Linked DNA regions of Neogale vison: region 2 is linked to region 1. The links are chromatin contacts, called in public Hi-C maps. All regions are on one chromosome and are shown on one strand. The core of a region is the stretch at or near the end of the contact, and the rest is flanking DNA. Distances in the headings are between cores, read along the strand shown. Region 1 holds the start of ELMOD2 (ELMO domain-containing protein 2). Region 2 overlaps SCOC (short coiled-coil protein).

Region 1 (5,370 bases), core at 1,969-4,468:
CTACCTGTATAATACAGCAAACATTTTTAAATGTTATCCTCACAGTATAGAGAACTAGATATGATTCCAAGATCCTCAACCCAATACAACACCAGAGCCAAAGAGTTGAGACCATTCTAATTTCCTGAAGGTCATGTTTCTGTGCAAATCCCCAGTGTCTACTAACCAATGCAAATTCATTCGTGGCTACCTCACAATAGCTCAGGTCACAGAAACTCATCTCAAGAACATACAAGGAAAGTGCGTTTTACTACGTTTTCTTCATCTGTTGGCTTTACGAAGTAAGCATTTAGATTTGAGGAGCCAGTGACTGATTTACAACAAAGGGGCAAACATGTAATGACTTAGATTATACAGCCAACTATCTTCTGAATAGAGATAGAAAAGCAGCTTCTCCATTCTTGTCTTCTGTCTCAAGAATGACTAGAACATTTCTACTAGACTATTTAAACATTTTTTTTCTTGGCACATTTACTAAGTATCTTTATTCTCAGCAATTTGAAAAATTCAAGCAAAAACAGTTTTGCCACAAATTAATGCCTCAGTATGTTCTTCCCCCACAGTACAAAACATAAACCATGACTGCTAAGATTTCTTATCAAGAGGTACTTTGTTCTTTGAGCAGCCAAAAGGGCAAATCAGAACTACGGGCAGTAACTGAAGTCAGCCACGAAGTTGTGAAAAAAAACTAGGGAAGTAATTAAACTTCAATCATCCAGCTGCCCTGAGGTTTACTCCCTCCTTATAGCTCTCATTCTTCGCAAGTTGCCTTGGATACCAACACCCACTCCCCAGATCTCACAGGGGTAGATTTCTTAGTTGAAGTACACTTGTTCAACACAAAGGAGGATTTAGTTAAGTCATGATTTTCCATTTAATATAATGAACATGAACTGTAGCCAATCCCTGGTCTTCCTTACTCTGGTCAAAGAGTAATCACCTCAACCACATTTCTCACTCCTCTGTGTTCTAATTTAAAGCAATATTTTCAATTAAGCATTGAAAGCTGATGAACTTTAGAAGGTAACAGAACACCACTGTGCAAAAGAAATACAACACAAGCCAAAGTGTGAGCCATGTGTGTACTTTAAAATTTTCTAGGAACCACATCACAATAAAAGAAACACATGAAATTTATGTATTTAATCCAATACATCAAAAATATTATCATTTCACCATATCCTGAATATACAATTATTAATGTGGTATTTCTATATTCCTTTTTCATATAGTCTTTGAAACCCAGGATGGGTTTTATGCACATCTCAATTCAGGACTAATCACATTTCAAGTGCTCAAGAGCCACATGTGGTTACTGACTGGCTACAACACTGGACAGTACAGACTCTGTAATAATCTTCATCAGGGATCACTAGATACCTATTACTGTTCTTTCACAAATTACATAAAAGACTAAAAGACAGATAAGCGTGCTGAATACAAAACTGGTCTAGATTCAGACACTCTTCCCCATCATTTAAGTGAAAATTTCCAAGGATATAGAAATATAGAGATTTTTCTCTGGAAAATAGGTTGTAGCTATAACTATAACCTAAGGTACAACTGATGAATTTTAGGAGCCAGAGAAGATCATTTTTTGCACAGATGTGGAATGAAATTATGATTCCTTTTCTATCAAATCATAGTTTTAGAACTGAAATCATTCAAAGCTAGATTTCAAAGACTAAAAAACTAAATTGAAGATTCTTGATCAGGATACACAATGAGTGCATCTGTCACTATCAATATTGAGAAAAAATATTCATTCAGAGTTAAAATTGATTTATTCTTTTTCAGATAACATTACCTATCCTGTGTGTCCTTTGTGCACCTACATAGGTATCAAAAATTCGTTGCAATTCACATTTTCCAGTCATCTGTCGTAAGAGCCATTTCATCCAAAAGCGAAAAAAGTGCCCATAGAAGAACTCCCACAAAGAAATAAACATTTTTTTTAAAATCCTGGAGAAGGAAATTATGACAGATTTAATGACCTTAGATTTAAAAATGGAAAAAAAATAGTTATTTCGACTTATCAAATCCCAAATTGTATCCATCATGTTATTCCACTGGGTCTACTTTGCAGTAGTAGTTAGGCATGTAAGAAAACAATGACAGATGTAGTATATACCATTTAGATCATTTAAAAATAATGGATGGTCAAATAGTCAATTTCTCACTTTTTAGCAATTAACTGTAAAAATCAAACTACTTACTTAGCTTCAACTTCTCAGTTCCCTGTATTCTGAGAATGGGGCTCAACAGTTCAAGAACAAAAGGGACACCACGTAGCAACAATTAAATCAAATATGCCATACATCTGAATGGTTTGTATAACGAGGAGCTCTTAGCCCCGACGTGTAATTCCAGTTACATCTGTCCTACAGTCAGGAGATTCCAGCGAATAAAACCACAACACATGGCTTACAAACTTAAGTATGTAAGTTGAACCCAGAGTAGATCACACCCCGGCTATTAAGTGTTGATTTTCCATTCAAGAGGTGAAGGGCAGAAACACTAATGAAGAGTAATAAACTACACCCTCGACAAAGCGGAATCTTGACGCCATTAGAAAAATTTTGAACTTCTCAAGGAAGCGGCGGGTGGGGGTGGGGTAGGGGGAATACCAGTGAGAAGTTACTTTAAAATAAAAATGCTTAATCTCCTTCCTGCCTTCAACATTCCCACAGGTACGTCGTCCCTCGACTCCGGCCCAAGGGACTGTCAAATTTGAAATCCCCGCAGGTCAGTGCAGAAGCAACGCCCACCGTCAGAGATGGGGGCAGAACTGCGACTTTAAAATGAATCCACCTAGGTCCGCGCTCAAGAGGACAAAAGAAGCGAGAACTGCCGAGCGCGGGGAACGCCAGCCTCGAGGCGCCGGAGCTCCCCGGACCTCGGGGAGTCGCTGCGCGGAGCCCCCCTTCCGGAGCCTGGCCGAGCCCAGGGCGCGCGCTGCCTGCGAGTGGGAAAGTACGGCTCGCACAAAGCCCCGCCGGCCTGGGCACCCCCACGGTTTTCCTTAGTACACCGAGGGGTTCCACCAGCTCGCGCGCCCTCAGCGCAGCCGCGCCAAAGCAGCGACCGCCGAGAGGAAAAGAAACAGCAGCCACCTCACAGGAGCGGAAGAACTAGGGGGGAAGCTGGAGCTGCCTCGGTTTCCCCAACTGCAAACAGCCGGCAACGGAAACGACGCTACCCACGGAGCACTCCCTGCAAGCACCGCGACCCGGAAGTCGGGGAGGGAGGCCGCGGGAACGCCCTCCCCGGGGCACGGCCCGCCCCCGCCCCGCCCTTCCCGCCACTCCGATTGGCCCGAGCTCCACCAATTGCTAAAGCCAAAATGCGGTGGCTCTGAGTCTCTGGCGCGCGTGCTCGGATTCTAGGGACGCCCAACGGTTTCCCTGGCAACGCCTTCCTGGAGGCACGCCCTGTGCCAAAGGTTGGTCTGTCAAAAGCGCCGCTCTGGACGTACTTCTCGCCTTAAACCTCAGGTCGTTTGCGCGTCCTGGAACTGTGTGCTACTCCTAAACTCCAAGAATTCACGGAGAAACAGCGTACTTTTGGTAACCTTCATAGCGTCAAGGTTGCAAAAGCACTTTCACCTACATTTAATATTAATTCAGCGAAGTATTTATTAATAGCCCTACTTTATGGATGAGGAAACGGCATTTATGTTTAAGGACTTGACCATGGCTAATAAATGGCAAAAAAAAAAAAAAACCCAAAACCCAAAAAACAAAAACAAAACAAAACACCAAAAACTCTGCTATGTTGAGTAAAGAAGTTGGGACTTTGTCCAAAACCCACGAGTATCTGGAGGAAGTGCGTTCCAGGCACGAAAACCAAGTGCAAAGGGGCATTCTTCATAAATGGGAGAAAGAGCACGAAGGCCAGTGTGGCTGGAGGAGCAAAGGATAAGGGAAGAGTAAATGCAGCAAGAGTAAAGGACAGCTTCCGTGGAGAAATAACCTATCCCCACCCACCCACAACTCCTGAGCCCTCAGTCCCCTTTCTCAAAAGCAACCAGCATTATTTTCTTGTTCATACCTCCAGGAATATTTTGTGCAAGTGTGTACTTGTATAATCTCCGCATCCCCTTATGTGTTAACAAACATGGCAGCAGCCATACACACTTTTCTACACTTCAACATTTTTTCAAAAGGTGCTGATTGTAAAACACTAGACACGGAAGCCCCATGGGAGCAACCAACAATCAACGTGGTCACGAAAAATGGACATGTCCTATAATAATAGAATCATAGAATCTTAGATCTTGAAGGAAACTTAAAGATCTCATTGAATATTTTTTGTTGTACATGAAAAGACTCAGAAAGGCAAAGTATACAGCCAATTTGGCAAATTAAGAAGTGGAAACAAACTTCTATTTAAGGGTCTTTCAATTATTACATAAATGCTTTGTATAATTGAAAGTGAGATAGTCCGGTAGTACCATTACTTAATCCTTCTACTTTTAAAATTTGCTATGCTGAGAGTTCAGAGTATAAAGAGGACTGTCTTCTTGTCTCCATGCTGCCTGTTGGTCCACCTCTGTCTATGTTTTCCTCCAAGAGAAAGTAATGGGAACCTGTTTGGTTAAAACCTGAAAAGTTGATTGAACTGAATTTATTGGAAGCAAAGTCACTGTCATTTAGATGTCATGTGCCCCAGCCAGGAGACCCAACAATGACCACAAGCTCTTCTCAAATTAAAAAAATATATATGTAAAACATGTCATGTGCATATGATTGCCTCTTCTATTTTCACTGATTCATTTGTATGTAGCTGGCAAATATATTAAGCACTTCTTGTCTCTCAGGGAAGATTGTCCTTCTCTCTTTCTCATTCTCTTTGTCCTTCTTCTCATTCTCTTTGGCTTTCTTCTTCCATGTGGCCAGCTAACTGATGGTTAACTCGGGATTAGAATTCTGACTTCAAGGAGAAGGTGGGACCCCACTTAGGTCTCTGAACTAATCTGTGTGCTTTCACCTGGTTCTGTCAAATAACCTAAATGGAAAACAAAGGCTATGGTGTAATGGTGTTTGGTTATATTTTTGAGTAGTACTAAGGAATCTTTGTGTTCTTAGATTCTTAGACTAAACAATCAAGCACTGTTGATTTTAGAAAATGCTTAATGGAAAGGTTGTTTGGCATGACTTAATCAATAGCTCATTGCAATGTTCAGCACCTGATTCACAGAGGAATCAAATTAAATATCAATGCCCCGTTTTGGAGTGTGTGAGGTCTGGAATGAAGCAAATTTATAGTGAGAAAGAGAATTGTAGACTCCTTTCATTAACAATGAAATGGATTCTCTCCTGTGGAATTATTAAAAATATGAAGGACAAAAAAATATTAAGGACAGTGGCA
Region 2 (5,370 bases), core at 1,631-4,130, 150 kb after region 1:
TATTTTAGGCACAGGTTTTATTTTCTTCCAAAATACAGTCAATCCTAAAACCTCACAATGTCTACATTAGCACAGGTACTTTGTCATAATATGCACTTAATACCAGACTGAGTTTTTCAACTATAAAATCTTTTTCTCAGTCTATACTTTCTCAGTCTATCACATCAATTCAATTTCATGTGAAATGTATTTTTAAGAGTTCATTTTCGGGGCATCAGGGTGGCTCAGGTGGTTAAGCGTACTACTCTTGATCTCAGCGCAGGTCTTTATCTCAGGGTCCTGACTTCAAGCCTGGTACTGGGCTCCATGTTGGGAATGGAGCCTACTTAATAAAAAAAAAAGAAAAAGAAAATCCAGACCACCAAGTATCTCTAGCATGAGGACACTGAAATGAGTGTGGGGTGCTAAGGCTGATCTGTTTATTCTAAAGCTGCCTTCACTCCAAAATGGATATGGTTCTTGAGGATCTGTCAACTCTGACCTAAGCCTAGGTTGGATCTTAAAAGCTTTTCTCAAATTACAGTACGTTCTGGTGCCTATCTTCATCTGGCCTTGGTGGGGAGAAGAGAATCTAGAATTATTTTGATAGTATAAGTCCAGGAAGCAAAAAGTACGGAGAGAACAAGAGTCAGGAAGTGTGACAAACATTACGATGGACCATTTTCCATGCCCACACTTCTGTGATCAAAGACTACTGTTTTACCAAAGGAGAACTCTACCTTCTCTTATAGTATCCTGAATTGTACCACTGTTAAGCAGTTTAGCACAGTGATAAAGGACATAAATTTATATTACCTGGATTTAAATCCTAGCTCTGCTATTTATAAGCTCTGAAATCTTGAGCAAGGTTAATATCTCAGCCTCAGTTTCCTTATCTATAAAATGATAAAAGTATGTACCTCACATTTTTGTTTTAAGAATGAGTTGAAATGTATGGTACTTTCAATGGTACCTCATAATGTTAGCTATTATCTCCTCTACCTTTTGGCTCTAATTCAGGCCACAAAAAGAAGTTTTGGTAAAATCATCTGGTCTAGCCACTTCATTTTACAAACAGAGACCAAATAATGGCTTACCCAAAATCACAAAAGTAGTCACTGACAGAGCCAAGACTACTAGGCTAGTTGTTTTCCATCACACCACCACAGGTATGCTCACCTCTGAGACCTAAGATTTTGAGACTTTTTCCTGATACCCACCCAACTTGTTTGCATCTAAAACTGATTTTCATGTCATCCACTTATTAGTGAATAAGACTACTAAAATAATGTCATTGTTGATTAACATACTAAATGCTTTACATATATTATTAGTTCATCAAATCAACAGAAGGGCATTGTAATTTATATTCGTGGGTACTGTACCTCAGAAAGGCTGCATATCTGCCTTAGACTTCACAGCCAACATTTGTACCAAGATGCTGAAAGCAGGTCTAACTATGAAGTCCCTGTTTTTTCCATTGTATAATGAAAATACAGCCCTAATCTATGTTTGCCAAATATTTTTGCAGTCTTTGACGTTAAATTCCTTTGACATTTTACTAAACAACTAAAGATAAATTTTATTCCATTCACAGCGCATCCACTTTCAATTTGGTCTGTCTGTTCAGGCCTGTTCAAGTTTTGCATTGTTCTGGCTAGATAAATCCAGTTTCAGATCCCACAAGATTAAGGAATTGACTGGCTAAAGGAGGACAGGGACGGAAGGTGGATCCCCAGAGAATGGCTAGCTATAGTGAATTTAATCGACGAGTACAGCCACAGAATACACAAGCATAGCTTTGGATCATCAGGTACAGACAGCGCCAGGGACACAGCACAGCAGGTCCTTAACATTGTTACGTCATAGCAGTGGATTGGATACATTGTATAACAAAAGTCCTGCCTTTCCAAAGGCATCCTCTTTCTCCTTTTCAATCCTAACTCTCCAAAACTTGCTCGGCAGGATCCTTGAGGGAAGCCCAAGTAGAAACTAGCCGGGAGCTCCTTTCGGCGCCAGGAAAGCTGTCGCCAGCCCTTATTTTACCGCTCGCTCGCCACCCTCCCCGCCTCGGCGTCCTCTCCTCCCACCTCCCGGGCTCTCCGTAGAGCAGCCACGGACTAGTCCCGGCGTGCCAGGCCCATCCTGCCCAAGCATCCCTCTGCAGTCCCAGTTCAGGGTGGGAGTCTGGACAGCGGCCTTCGACTCAGAAGAGGCGCGAGAAGGCGGCGGGGGGTCCGCCTAACGGACGTGAACAGCCCCTCCCCAAAGGAACCCAATAATAAGATGAGAAGGTTACGCAGGGGTTCTGCAGGGAGTCAGGCCTGAAGCGCCCACCAAATGCCCAGGCCCGAAGCCGCTCTTCTTGGGCGCCTGGTGCGCCGGGCCGCGTCCAGCCCTCCCGCCCCCCACCCCACCCCACCCCACCCCACCCCACTCCCCAGGCGCTGTACCGGAGTCGCAACTCCAGTCGCCCGGGGCCAGGCCCTCCGCGGCCCTTGACTGCCCTCACCTGCCGTTGAAGGAGCCAGGAGTGGCAGGGAGCGGGAAGACGCCTCAGGCCCCAACACTTGGACCAACCGGTACCGGCAGCTCCGCCCTCTGCGCCCAAAGAGCGTGCGCCGTGTCGGGAGTCCCGCCCTGTCCCTCCCCGTCCCGCGCCGTGGCCCACCAATCCCCACTCAAGAAGACACGCCTGCGCATTAGCTGTACGACGCCCCAATCGTCCTTTGTCAAAGCCCCATGATCCACCTTTCTCCATAACAAAAGGACGTTGGCATCCAATCAGGATTGAGGCTGTTGTGGGCGGGTCCGGTAAAAGCAACAGCCAATGACAGTACAGGAGCGAAGTTAAGCGTGAGAAAGCCAGTCCGAAGAAAGCCGCTCTTCAGTCTCAGCAGGAGCCGGAGAAATTGCGGTCAGAAAGCCAGTATGGAAAATTCTGACAGCTGTCAGGAAGGAGGTTGGTAAAACCAAATGCTGGGGGAGAGGTAAATCATTCAAGTTTAAGAAAAGGGCATTTGTGGACATAATAGGTAAAGCAAGTGCAATACCGAGGTTACCTCAATTCTAAAAGGAGACTTTTCCAACTTTTCTCACTTCCCAAATCGGAAAGTTCCTGAGTACACCCCTAGTGGATTGTTCCTCTCCTCATCCTTTACAAACGATTATTAAATCCGTAGTGCACTTGACCATTTAAGGATATTTTAGCATTGAGAAAATACCTTAACAGTACTTTGGTATATACAGCGTTTGCTCACCTTATCTCATTTTGATTCTCACAGCAACCCACAGAAAACAAATGAAGCTTAAGAGTAAATGCCTTGCTCGAGGTCATACATGCAATGAAATGCTGCGGCCAGGCTTTGGGATGTAATGCATTCTGGCTTGATAGCGTTCATTGATATCTAGCACTTGACACAAAGCGGCTTGGGTTTAGTATTTGTAGAGTACGAGGTAGTAATACTATATTGTTTTGGCTTTGGCACATTCTCCTGAGTTGTAGAGGAGAGCCTGTGTCTGCCTGTTTCTTGACTTTTTTCACTTCTGGTTCAGTTTGCTGACCTACTACCTTAACCCTTTTAAGGAATATGTAAAAAATATTTCAGTTAAGTATTAAGAACTATACATTTGGCTGGAACTATGATACATAATTTGAGAAAATTACTAGAATGCAACACAGGACCTAAATAAATGGAAAATAAGAAAGGTCCAGAGTCTATCCAGTAGGAATGTCAGAAAGAGAAACTAGAGAGAATGGTTGTGAGCCGTATCAAAGAATAATAACTAAGAATTGTTCAGGATTGTGGAATATTTGAATGCTCAGATTCAAGAAGCACTTACTCTTGAGCAGGTGTAAAATAAAGAATTCCATATGTGGTGGCGCCTGGGTGACTCAGTGGGTTAAGCCTCTGCCTTGGGCTCAGGTCATGATCTTGGGGTCCTGGGATCCAGCCCGGCATTGGGCTCTCTGCTTGGTGGGGAGCCTGCTTCCCCCCCTCTCTCTCTCTCTGCCTGCCTCTCTGTCTGCTTGTGACCTTTGTCTGTGGAATAAATAAATAAAATCTTAAAAAAAAAAAAGAATTCCATATGTGGACACATCCTGATGAAACTGCAGAACACCAAAGACTAAGAACTATTAAAAGCAACTTTTTTGTTGTTGTTAGAGTGGCTTTTTTTTTTTAGTTTTAAATAGAATAAAATATACATAACACAAAAAAATTATCATCTTAACTATCTTAAAGTGTACAGTTCAGTAGTGTTGAGTATATTCACATTGTCATGCAACCAATCTCCATAACACTTTTCATCTCGCAAACCTGAAACTCTATACCCATTAAAAAACAATTCCCCATTTAACTCTCCCCTCAGCACCTGGCAACTGCAATACTTTTTGTCTCTACAAAACATGATGGCTTTAGGACCTCATGTAGGTGGTATCTTTTACAATATTTATCTTTTTGTGACTGACTTATTTCACTTAGCATGACATCCTGAAGCCTCATCCATATTGTAGTATGTCAGAATTTCCTCCCTTTTTAAGGCTGAATAACATTCCCTTGTATGTATATACCACATTTTATTTATTCATTCATCTGGTGATGGACACTTGGCTTGCTTCCAACCTTTAGCTATTGTGAATGCTACAATGTGAATGTGATGTGTCCAAGTATCTCTTTGAGACCCTGTCTTCAATTCTGTTCAGTGTATATCCAGAAGTGGAATTGCTGGATCATATGGTAATTCTATTTTTTAAAAGATTTTTTTTATTTAGTTGACAGAGAGAGAAATCACAAGTAGGCAAAGAGGCAGGCAGAGAGAGAGGGAGAAGCAGGTTCCCCGCTGAGCAGAGAGTCCAAAGCAGAGCTCAATCCCAGGACTCTGAGATCATGACCCAAGCTGAAGGCAGAGGCTTAACCCACTGAGCCACCCAGGCACCCCAGTAATTCTATTTTAAAAGCAACTTTTTTCCCCTCTCTCTCTGCCTGCCGCTCTGCCTACCTGTGATCTCTGTCAAATAAATAAATAATTTTTAAAGCAACTTTTTAAAATGCGGTAATGACACAAGAATAGACAAAAAGAAAATTAGAGGGTAACTCTACCTGGAAGTTGGAATACACTAAATGTGTCTGATAAGAAGTAAGTGTTGGGCAGGTTGTGGAAAGGAACTATTCATGACTGCTGAAAGTGTAAATGGTACAATTACTTTGTTGTGCTGTGGGCTTTTGTTTGTTTTTGAGAGAAAGAGAGAGAGAGGAGAGGCTGACAGAGAGTGAGAAAGAGAATCCCAAGCAGGCTCCACATCCTGTACCAAACCCAGTGTGGGGGCACTTGATCCCAGGACCCAGAGATCATGACCTGAGTTGAAATCAAGAGTCAGACACTCAGCCA

What was found. Hi-C and Micro-C count contacts between places; a contact is called where the count stands out from the background.
Region 2: a Hi-C map of fibroblasts shows a contact between it and region 1, with 5 times the contacts expected there. The contact joins the enhancer-like site here to the promoter of ELMOD2 in region 1. A contact is called at or near these places in 2 of 3 Hi-C or Micro-C datasets (fibroblasts and muscle).

The regions. Positions count from the first base shown.
Region 1 is chr11:71,522,706-71,528,075 of ASM_NN_V1, forward strand. It overlaps ELMOD2 (ELMO domain-containing protein 2), which reads right to left and starts at 3,219. Exons shown (of 9, transcript XM_044268044.1): 1 at 3,114-3,219; 2 at 1,808-1,962. The coding sequence starts at 1,949.
Region 2 is chr11:71,670,016-71,675,385 of ASM_NN_V1, forward strand. All of the region lies in intron 1 of SCOC (short coiled-coil protein), which reads right to left. Among named protein-coding and RNA genes, the nearest start is that of SCOC, 28 kb to the right of the region's middle. Within about 2 kb of position 2,881, the one cell type or tissue checked has open chromatin away from gene starts, as enhancers often do. A contact at or near this core is called in fibroblasts, where this site is marked.